Regions from separate parts of the Rattus norvegicus genome. Here region 2 is linked to region 1. A link is a contact called in public Hi-C data. All regions are on one chromosome and are shown on one strand. The core of a region is the stretch at or near the end of the contact, and the rest is flanking DNA. Distances in the headings are between cores, read along the strand shown.

What was found. Hi-C and Micro-C count contacts between places; a contact is called where the count stands out from the background.
Region 2: a Hi-C map of the A7r5 cell line shows a contact between it and region 1, with 4 times the contacts expected there. The contact joins two enhancer-like sites. A contact is called at or near these places in 3 of 12 Hi-C or Micro-C datasets (the A7r5 cell line, liver and mammary epithelial cells).

Annotation. Positions count from the first base shown.
Region 1 is chr14:95,131,104-95,136,702 of GRCr8, forward strand. No RefSeq gene overlaps it. Among named protein-coding and RNA genes, the nearest start is that of Sec61g, 14 kb to the left of the region's middle. Within about 2 kb of position 1,973, at least 24 of the 93 cell types and tissues checked have an H3K27ac peak or open chromatin away from gene starts, as enhancers often do. A contact at or near this core is called in the A7r5 cell line, where this site is marked.
Region 2 is chr14:95,437,603-95,443,635 of GRCr8, forward strand. All of the region lies in intron 1 of Egfr (epidermal growth factor receptor), which reads left to right. Among named protein-coding and RNA genes, the nearest start is that of Egfr, 62 kb to the left of the region's middle. Within about 2 kb of position 1,964, at least 11 of the 93 cell types and tissues checked have an H3K27ac peak or open chromatin away from gene starts, as enhancers often do. A contact at or near this core is called in the A7r5 cell line, where this site is marked.

The DNA.
Region 1 (5,599 bases), core at 723-3,222:
AGAGCAAGGCCCTGGGTTCTGTCCCCAGCTCAAAAAAATGTTCAATATCTTTAGACATCAGGGAAATGTAAATCAAAATAACCTTGAGATTCCACCTCACACTAGTCAGAATGGCTAAGATCAAAAATTCAGGTAGATGCTGGTGAGAAGAAAGAGGCACACCCCTCCTTTGCTGGTGGGATTGTAAGTTGGTACAACCACTCTGGAAATCAGTCTGGCAGTTCCTCAGAAAATTGGACATAGTTCCACCTGAGGACCCAGCTACAGCATTCCTGGGCATATACCCAAAAGACGCTCCAACATATAACAAGGACACATGCTCCACTATGATCAGCCTTATTTTTCATAGCCAGAAGCTGGAAACAACACAGATTTCCCTCAACAGAGGAATAGATATAGAAAATATACATTTACACAATGGAGTACTACTCAGCTATTTAAAAAATGGCTTCATGAAATTCTTAGGCACATGGATGGAACTTGAAAATATAATCCTGAGTGAGGTAACCCAGTCACAAAAGAACACACATGGTATGCACTCACTGATAAGTGGATATTAGGCAAAAAGTTCAGAATACCCATGATACAACTCACAGAGCGTATGAAGCTCAAGACAAAGGAAGACCAAAGTGTGGATGCTTGAGTACTACTTAGAAGGAGTAACAAAATAATCACGGGAAGTAGAAGGTAGGAGGGCTTGGGAGGAAGGGGGAGGGGGCAGAACCAGGTGTGGGAGGAGATGGAGGAGGGTAGGAAATTGATCAGAAGTGTGTAGCATTCGAAGTCTTATGTTGCTGGTTGTGAGTTGTAGACACTTGTAGCTCCCTAAACGTATAACTTTTAGGAGTGTGCCTTTCATTATAACTAGTTATTGGCTTACTATGCAATGCATAACATTGTAGTTTTGGTTATTATCTGTCTTAGTTAGGTTAGTATTTCTGTGGTGAAACACCATGACCAAAAGCAAACTGGGGAGGAAAGGTTTTATGTGGCTTACATTTTCCCATCACCTTTCATAGGTGGAAGAAATTAGGACAGGAACCCAAGCAGGGCAGGGGGCGCTCCTGTAGGCAGGAGCTACTGCAAAGGCCATGGAAGAATGCTGCTTACTGTTTCCCAATGGCTTGCACAGCCATTCTTATAAAACCTGTGACCATCAGTCCAAGGGGGGTACCATCCACACCAAGCTGCACTTTGTCCCATCAGTGACTAATTAAGAAAATGTCCTACAGGCAGAGCCTTTTCTCAGTTGAGGTTTCTTCCTCTCTAAGGACTCCAGCTTGTGTCAAGTTAACATAAATCCAGCCACCACAGCAGTGGTTTACAATAGCCTATTGATTGACAGACTATGTACGTGTATAAAAAATGTCATAAACTCATCATTTTGTGTACTTAGCATAATTAGCAAACAAAAACATTATGTACATGTACTTGTGTTATTTAGTTTGAATCTTAAGACAAAAATTAAGATCCGCAGTAGGGAACGACATTAAACGTTAAAAGAACCGTGGTGATGCATGTTTTTTATATGAAGTATCTGGAAAAGACACCAGATGGCGATGTTACACCAAGAAAATGCACAGGAATGCTGTTGCTGTATCCAAACCTTCCTGGAGGCTGAAGGTGAGTCCCTAGACTGAATCCCCTCCATGCTCTTTCCCAAGTGACTTTGGAAGCCATTTCTAGACTTGGAGTTGCTATCTCCAATCAATAACTATCATTTAAATGTCTCAAGAGCACATTAAGAACGTTCTCTTTTCAGCTATCACTAATACAGTCGGAAAGTACAGCAGTTTGCTATCAGAACAATATTTGCGACCATGGACGCTCATGTCTACTGAATGTTAACTCAGTGAGTCCACTGTGAAATATCACCCTAATTTTTAAAAGTGTGTTTGAAACCCTCTAGAATACCCGATTTTGTGTTTCAGATAGTCATACATAGAGGGCAGTGCAGGATCATGAATCTCCTTACACGCTGGCGTGGGAAAGACGGAGGGACTGACTCTAAGTTTATGCGCCTCTAACAGTTTGGTCATCTATGAAGGGACACATAGTCAGGTTGTTAGGGAGAACCAAGAAACGTTCATTTACTAAGTGCTACAGACGAAAAGAAAAATGGATCCATTTCCCAAGCTATCTATTTGATTCAGAATCGTTTTCTTTAAAACATTACTTCTCAGCAATGGCAAAGATGTTTCTATCTTAATTAACTTAACTGAAGATAACTATGGTCTCTGCGGCCACCTGTAGGCGACAATAGGAAGGCATCAGAAGAAACCACAGGCAAACAAGCCAAGAGGAGGGGTACATCTTTTGTCCTCAGAGTATTCTGGTCTGTGCCACATAAAGGGACAGAGCTCATACCCTAACCATCACTGTAGGGACTTAAAGCAGTCAGTAGCAGAGTTCAGCAAAGCCAGACTGATGGACAGTGGCAAGAGAAAAATCCAGAAAAGGACCTTTGGCCTATGCATTTAAAGCCCAATTTCGATGTGATCCCTGTACTAACAGTTGCTCAGCGGCCAAGGCCAGATGATGGAATTAATGATACATTTTACTGTTTGAGTCTCTGGGCTGTGGGGCTTATGGCGCTCCAGGATACAGACTCGGCCTGCTCTGAATATTGTGCATAATTCTTTGAGCTTGTTCCCAAGTGGCTCTGAGGTCTAATTTGCTCTTCTAAAAGATGAAGGAAGCCACATCCTTCTCACGGGATTGTTGGTAAGATTAACAGATGCCCTGTGTAGGTACTGGCACTTAAGGCTTCATTATGCGATTAGCTTGTGTCCCTCGTCTCTTTTGTGGTTACCTGCAATCCTGTGACTAATTCTCTGCTTCTGAGATAAACTCCAGTGGCAAGCCTCCAAGTGAGCTCAGGGCTCTGGTCCCAAAGGTTTATAGGTATGCTCCTCGCAAGCTTTCCTCGTGTTTTCTGTCGTTCTTTTTGAATCGGGATTGAAGACTAAATTCTGCCCATTGCTTTCAGCAACAATAGTTTGCTAAATCTTCCCAAGGGGGAGCCTTTGTATGTCTGCACCCGGTGATAAACTGGAAGGTAAGAACTTCCCAAGGATATCTCAGAATCGCGTGCCTTTCTTAAACATTGGTCTCTAGGGCTTCCAATGTGCATGATTATATGCTAATCTTCATGTCCCAGCCCCTTACATATCTCAGTAGTCACCTGGGCACGGTATTATGTGGTTGCGTACACGAGTCATTAAAATGCCTCTACTCCCTCGGCTACTGTGGATTTTGACCATCCCTGCTAGGCTCGTGTTCCCAAATGTTGGTGCCAGAGGAAGACTGGTGAACTTTTAACACGTGGAGCCTAGAAGAAGGAAGTGAGGTCAGTTACGTGAAAGGCATTATGGGAGCCCATTCTCTTCCTTCGCCTCTGGTTGAATCCTGGCCTTGACATGATCCGCTTTGCTCCATAAACATATTTGTTGAATGATGCACTATCTTATCTCAGGCCTGAAGCCAGCTTATCATAGACCAAAAGTATGAGAAGCAAAACAAAACCATATAAATTGATTCTCTCACATATTTCTTACAATAAAAGGAGAGCAAATGTACTCTGTCCAACGTCATCTATGATTCTTCTTGTTTCCTTCCCCTATCACCCAGCTGGTGGCCAACCGGAAGTTCTAACCCGTCAGCTCCCATACCTTCTCCTGCCTTCAGCACTGCAGCATCCTCCTGTTTGGTTTCTCTCTGTTCATGTACCACTCTACCAGGCTTTTCTCTCCCAGGTCCAGACGTAAACTTTTAAATATGCTGCTGAATCTGGAGTCCTTCACTTTAGCTTCTCCCACAACTTCTTCTTTTTTTTTTTTTTTTCCGGAGCTGAGGACGGAACCCAGGGCCTTGCGCTTGCTAGGCAAGTGCTCTACCACTGAGCTAAATCCCCAACCCCTTCCCACAACTTCTTATTGTGGCTAACTTAAAATCTGTCCCTGTGGACCCTCCCTACTTCCCCTCATTCCCTTTCAGTCACTGTTGTCCCGTTTTTATTTTCTATTTAATACAACGCATCTTCCCACCCAAACCTCTATACTTACTTCTTTCTTTAACTGCCCATTTGTCTTCTCTTATTCCTGACTTAATTTATTTCTGTTTCCTAAATAGAGTTCTCTCTGGTTGTCCTCAATAAAATCATCCCAACTGACCCCAACCTTCTGTAAACTACTGTATGGTTTTGTTTCCTTCACAGCATTTAACGATAATAGAAAATATGCTTATTTGTTTCAGCATGAAGAAGTTGACACAAGATAAAGTTTAGTATTCAAAAGCATTCAGAGAAGAGTATATTTTGCACATGCCCTGACCCCTTTGTTAGTTATTAAAGATTAGTCTACACATATGATGGTCTTAATGCCTTAGCCACAATGCCAGTAAAAACCACTGTCTCAAGGTGTTCTATGCCTATGTAGAAGAAATATCTGTAAAGTACCTGTTTGGAGAAGTGGCTTTGTTGTTTAAAAAAAAAAAAAAAAAAGCACTGTCAAAATCTACAGAGCTTCCAGGGACTAAGCCACTACCTAAAGACTATACATGGACTGACCCTGGACTCTGTCCCCATAGGTAGCAATGAATATCCTAGTAAGAGCACCAGTGGAAGGGGAAGCCCTGGGTCCTGCTAAGACTGAACCCCCAGTGAACTAGACTATGCGGGGAGGGTGGCAATGGGGGGAGGTTTGGGAGGGGAACACCCACAAGGAAGGGGAGGGGGGAGGGTGATGTCTGTCCGGAAACCGGGAAAGGGAATAACACTTGAAATGTATATAAGAAATACTCAAGATAATAAAAAAAAAAAATCTAAACCTTACTCTCATTTATTATTAGCTGAGAGTATCAGGCATAGCCAGTTAGAACAGGAATTGGAAAATATTTGATGAATAAGCAAAAGAGAAATAGAACGAGGAACAAGAAAGGTCATGAGTGGAAAACCAAGTGAAATTTAAAAAGGTTTTACTCGTCTGAAAGTAGGCCTTGGAGCCAGTAGTGAGTGGAACCGGAGTTTCCTGCAAGCCTGTGACTGAAAGAAGCTAAAGGAGGGGTTTTAAGGTTTTCTGTACAGCAATGAAAACTCTCAATCAAGCAAAATTCTTTACCAGCCATACCTCCTTTTTTCCTTTAACTTTTATTTTAAGCAAGTCTTCCACTGAATCTAACAGCACCAATTTGGCTAGGCTGCTTAGTTTGCAAAGCCCCAGGGATCCCTGTCCTTTCCTCCCCCACACTAGAATTAGAGGTATGCTCCATTGCATCAGACTTTTTCATATTGATTTTGGGACTGAACTCCGGTCTTCAGGCCACAATGCCCATGGGCATTGTGCAATGGGTTCTCCATGGTGAGGGGTTCTTCTGAGGCTTCTCCATAGAAGACATGAGAGCCAGGGTGACCAGATTCCCAGTTTTGGAACTGTACTAAGAGACTTGATGTGCGTTGTCTCTTCCATAGCTCTTTGCTATCGGCCAGAGCTTCATGATGTCAGAGGAAGGTGTTAGATTCTTTGAGAGACATGCACAGTTACCCACAGCATGAAGAAAATCTTTATTCTGTCTTGTTTATCTGAAACTAGGATCACAGTAT
Region 2 (6,033 bases), core at 714-3,213, 310 kb after region 1:
TTGGAAGGGCCCCGTGACTCCTGTGTATTTGTTCAAAGTACTTTGCTGTACTCTGTAAAGTGGGAGCATCCCCTCCCTTAGCAGGTATCCCCTAGCACGATGTCCCAGAACTCGTCAAAAAGCGAATACCAGCATCACAGTAGCTGTGTGTCACGTGCCCCAAAATACGGGCTATTAAAAATAAATTATCTGGGTCTTTCATTGCCTCCTGGTTCCCACACTGATCATTTTATTGCTGAGGAAAGTTTGCTCAGAGTCATTTCACAGACCTAGTGGTCGGGAACCCCCAAACCAGAGCATTCTCACAGCCAGCCGCAGACGCTTGGAGACTTCACAAGGTTATGGCTACACACTCTGTGGTAACCTAAAAGAGGGGGTTGGAGAGAGAAAGAGAAGGAGGGAGACACGGAGATGGAGGAAAGGGAGGAAGAAGGCGTGGCATGGTGAGGGGTAGGGGTGGGGCTGGGGGTGGGGGTGGGGGGATGATTCTGCTGGCTTAGAGGAAAAGAGCCCTTGAAAGACACACCACTTGAGTATGGGAAAAAGTGAAGCCGTGGCTTTTCTGTGAGCCAGCTCCTTCCTGGCAGGAGCTTGGACTAAAACCAAGCATAGCAGAGTTTTCTGTTTTAATGGGAGCGGCAGCACAGTGGTTCGCCCTTCCCTCTTCTCCCTCGCACCTCTGTGCCTGGATTTCCTTGCCCTGCTGTCTGTCCCTGGGCTGCTGCCTGGCAGGTACGTCCAGCTGGCCGCTGACAGTCCAAGCTCAGGACTGGACGCTGGCTCTCTCTCTCTCTCTCTCTCTCTCTCTCTCTCTCTCTCTCTCTCTCTCTCTCTCTCTCTCTCTCTCTCTCTTTACACCCGACCCGGTTCCAGCCGCTCTGTGTCCCTTTGCACATGTTGCTGTCAGTATATGTCTTTGTCTTGCAGGCAGGAAATAGAAAGCCATGTTTTAGACTATTCAGGAAGTCATCCAGAGTTATAATGGCCCATTATCTGATGGCCAGAGTTTACTTAGCCTCTTTACTATTTCACTGCGCTACTGAGACCTGAGCATACAGCCTATCCCCACCCCACCCCACCCCTACCCGTCATCACTACGCGTGCGCAGATTAGAACCACCTCCCACCCCCACCTTCTGCAGCGGGTGCCCTGGGCCCAGACCCATAAGCCAGATTCAGTCTTCATATTCAGTGTTTCGATTTTTATTTTCAATCTTGCCACTGGAACACGTGCTCTCTGCTTCTTAACTCATCATTTCTCATTGAATTGGCCAACATCAACAGAGGTGTTCACTTAGCACCAGCTGGTTGTACTGGTCCCTACCGGGTTACACTGTTAAAGGATGGTTCTCAGAAATGTGAGTTCTGGCCGTAGATACTGTGCAGAAGGAAAAAGCAGGAGCCTTCCGTCACCGAAGCTTGGCCCGCATGCAATACATTTAAAACGTGTAGTGAAATGTTTTATGGACACCAAGGATTTGTGATTCCTAGAAGCAAAAATAAGCTCTAACTTTGATGGAAAAGAGAGTCTGTACTTTCTAACATGCCATTTGGGGTGGTGTGACGGGTTGGAAACCTCCCAACTTGGTTTATCCGGACGAACAAGCATGCACCCAGTTAAGGCCAACCTCCCCGGCACATTCTTGCTCTGGGCAGACCTGAGTTGAGTCACACAGCACAGGGAAGCATCCGCAGCCCAGAAAATAGTGTCCTCCCTTCTATTGAGTTTCTTTCCTTAGAGGCAACAGATGGTAGAGCTCCCAGGGAAATGGAAGAAAAAGAAATCATCTTATTTTCCAATCCGTGTTCTACTGCAACCTACAGCTAACTGAAGGTAGGGTAGACTTGGGGAGGGGCTCTAGTACAGAAAACTCGCGGAAGCGTCTGCAGTCCAGTGTGGAAAAGATGGGTAGCAGGTTTTAGGAGGATACGGCTGGAAGCTTCAGAACGCAGGCGCACACAGCATAACCAATAGAAATCCACCAGTGTGCAGTCCTCACGCCTGCATGCACAGCACCCTGCTAATGAAGCCCTGGCCACACTTAGAGTTCTTCAGATTACATGGGGGTAATTTCGGAGTAATTTTAAAGTCAACCGCCAGGCATCTGTGCTTGTAAATTAAATGCCTGGCACATGATTGCGCTGAGGTAATAGTTCATTACAATACAAATTACAGGGGTGTTCCAGTGACCATGCGACCTTTGCAGTCATCTTGACTTTGCCTGTGATTACTGGGGGCAGTGTCCTCCATTCTGCTAATGGAATTTACTCATGTTATCAACCCCATTGCTGACAATGCTTTCTCTCTCTCTCTCTCTCTCTCTCTCTCTCTCTCTCTCTCTCTCTCTCTCTCTCTCATCCTTTAGCTCCAAAGCCATCCCTCTCTGGAAGTTGACCGACTTGCCTTCCAGGTCGCTCTGTTTTTATTACCCCACTTTGCCAGCATTTCTGTCTCTATTTATTTATTTGTTTATTTAGCTGAATTTTAATTGCAGGATACAAAAATAGCCTCTCTCTCTCTCTCTCTCTCTCTCTCGCAGAGTTCAACAATTGTCCATCCCCACCCCCCAAAAAGATACTGTAAAAGGCTAAGGACTCTCTCTCAGACCCAGAGTTCCTGCCAACACTGTCACAGCTAGGGAGAGAGACCCTTCCAGATTGTTGTTCTGTGGACATGACATAGAAATATCTTCAAATTAAAAATAGAATCTGTTTTAAATATATTTCATACAGATTTAAGTTCATAGGATGCACACTGTTAGACGCCCATTTTTCAAACAATTTCATTTTAGCTGAGACTTTTCCAAGTGGTAGTACATATAAATCAGCTTCCTTTATATAGTGGCTGCCTCAGCTTCCACACAGCTGTCAGTAACGGGGACTTAGATTGTTCTGGAATTTTTAGCTAGTGCACCAAGCACTTTAAGTGGCCCTGTTTGCACAAACTTCCTGGGCACACTTAAGTAAGATTTGTAGGTCACACCTAAAAGGGAAGAGTCTGATACTGAAAAAAAAATTTAAATAAATTTTGCTATAATTTTTAATTATTTACAGGTGCTGTCATATGCATCTAGACTCGAAATGGACATTTTTTTTTCCTTTCTGCGATGTGTCCTTGCATTTCTGAAGGACTTGAAAAGCTAACCAGATGGAAGAAATTATGCCATTTTACCCTACATGTTTCACGGCGTGCATCTCTCAACACTGATTTCTTTCTTCTGTAATCACAATACCATTATCACACTTTAAAAATTATCACACTTTTCCTGAGTCATCTTCAACTAGTCTGGTTCACATAGACATGGCTGTCTCACAAGCATTCTTTTTTACATATTGTATATAAACCATGATCTACAAACGTTAAGCACACATCTCGCCTTTCTCCAATGTGTTGAAACCAGTGTTCCTGGTGGCACGGTGGCTTCATGGTGCTTTCCGATGTCTCTGAGCTTCCAGGCTTCCTGTTGCCTACCGCCCACAGCTGCTCAGAGTGTTGCCTCCACTAGGCTTTCCCTGTGAGCCTGGATACATCTGTACTGAGGCTGACTGCTCAGCCCGTACCCCAAGAATCCCATTCACTGGGGGTCCAGACTTGGCAGTGGGGATACGATACTTCAGGGTCTTCTCAGACATTCTCAGCTCTGATGCCTTTCCTCTATCATTAAAAGAAATTTTAGATACTTCTAAGACACAAAACTTTCAACATAGTGGGATGTAGGCCAACTCAAGAGTTTACCACCAACTCAGGTCACAAAACCAAGAAACCCTTCATAGCCACCTGTCCCTTTGGCTCTCAGAGCTAGGTTTTCTCCAGTATTTAATGTACAGCTTTTCTAGAATATTCTGTTTTACATAAGATTCATATACAAGAGCTAAATAAAAGGTAAAACAACACAAAAGCACCTAAGACCACAGAAAGCTCACAGTTCACTAAAAATCATTAACCCTGGAACCTGAAAGATCATCTAGTTTCTTTTTGTTTCCCATCTTTATTAAATTGGGTATTTCTTATTTACATTTCAAGTGTTATTCCCTTTCCCAGTTTCCATGCCAACATCCCCTAACCCCTCCCTCACATTCTATATGGGTGTTCACCTCCCAATCCTCCCCCCATTACTGCCCTTACCCCAAGAATCCCATTCACTGAGGGTCCAGACTTGGCAGGACCCAGGGCTTCCCCTTCCACTGGTGCTCTCACTAGGCTATTCATTGCTACCTATGCAGCTGGAGCCCAGGGTCAGTCCATGTATAGTCTTTGGGTAGTGGCTTAGTCCCTGGAAGCTCTGGTTGCTTGGCATTGTTGTTCATATAGGGTCCTGAGCCCCTTCAGCTCCTTCAGTCCTTTCTCTGATTCCCTAAATTGGGATCCCGTTCTCAGTTCAGTGGTTTGCTGCTGGCATTCGCCTCTGTATTTGCTGTATTCTGGCTGTGTCTCTCAGGAGAGATCTACACCCGGCTCCTGTCAGCCTGCACTTCTTTGCTTCATCCATCTTATCTAATTGGGTGGCTGTATATGTATGGGCCACATGTGGGACAGGCTCTGAATGGGTTCTCCTTCTGCCTCTGTTCTAAACTTTGCCTCCCTATCCCTTCCCAAGGGTATTCTTGTTCCCCTTTTAAAGAAGGAGTGAAGCATCTGCATTTTGGTCAACCTTCTTGAGTTTCGTGTGTTCTGTGTATCTAGTTTCTTAAAACCCTCCGTGATTAGCCTGAGCTAAAGGCTAGATAGAACTTGATGCAGGGACCCAAGATGCAAGCTGTGGCAAACCTCACACATCTAAAAAGTCTTTTGTAAGCAATAAGACGTTTAAAATGTAACTTTACAAGAGACTTTATTTTTTAGTTCACTGTATGCATCTGTCTGTGAGTGGATAGTATATGTGTTGATACAGAAGACAGAAGAGGACATGGATCCTCTCAAGCTGGATTTGCAGATTGTGAACCAGTGGACATTGCTATAGGACTGGAACTTGGGCCCTCTGCAAGAGCCATGCATACTCTTAATTACTGAGCCAGATTAAAGTATAATCTTAAAAAAAATCTTTTGGCTGGGGATTTAGCCCAGTGGTAGAGCGCTTACCTAGGAAGCGCAAGGCCCTGGGTTCGGTCCCCAGCTCCGAAAAAAAGAACCAAAAAAAAAAAAAAACTTTTATTTTTTATTTATTTATTTTTCTGTAGAAGAAGGCATCCTAGCTTGCAGAATGAGGTCAGTGAATTGTGAAATACTCATACGTGCTAGAGAAAGTTTTTTTGGTCAATTTTTGGGGTTTTTTGCTTGTTTTTTTTTTTTTAACTTTGCAAAACTTGAACATGCAGTTCAAAGACTCTAGCAGGGAAGTTTATAAAACACAGAACATACTTGGGTTTATGAGGTTTCTTTAAACGAGAGATTTGAAAGTGTATATGCTTTTCCCCCATGGGAGGCACTGTTTACTATTTGAATATGATTTCATCTGACTTCAGCAACTGCCAAATTCTGTTCCTAAAATGGCTGTGTACCCATATCATAACTTGGTCATATTTTAGCCCTGATCTCTAGTTTAAACACCATTTCTCGTTCTCCAACAGCACGAAGGAAAGGGCCCTCAGTCTATCAAAGCAAAGCTTCTGCTTTAAAAGCGTCAGCAAAGCCAGGAAGAAGAGCCAGGTAGACAAACAGCTCTACTGTAACTGGCTATTAAGTCCTGGGGAATGTAAAAAATAACAATGACTATCTTGAAAGGTCCGATGATAGTCGTTCCTGATGCAGAGAGAGAGGTGTGGGCTGAGGAACTGGTAGCAGCCACAGAAGGTGAGGGAAAGGAACAGCTACAGGAGGCAGATGGTTATCTGTGTCCCCTCCAGCCTCCTTTGCTTTACATACTTCTTTCTTGTCACCTGCTACAGAACAGATCAAAAATTCCATTATTTGGATAACAATATTTCTTAAGTCTGGTGGTCACCAGGAACTATGAAGGCGCATGCACAACAGAGAGCGCATGCTCAACAGAGGGCGCATGCTCAACAGAGGGCGCATGCTCAACAGAGGGCGCAT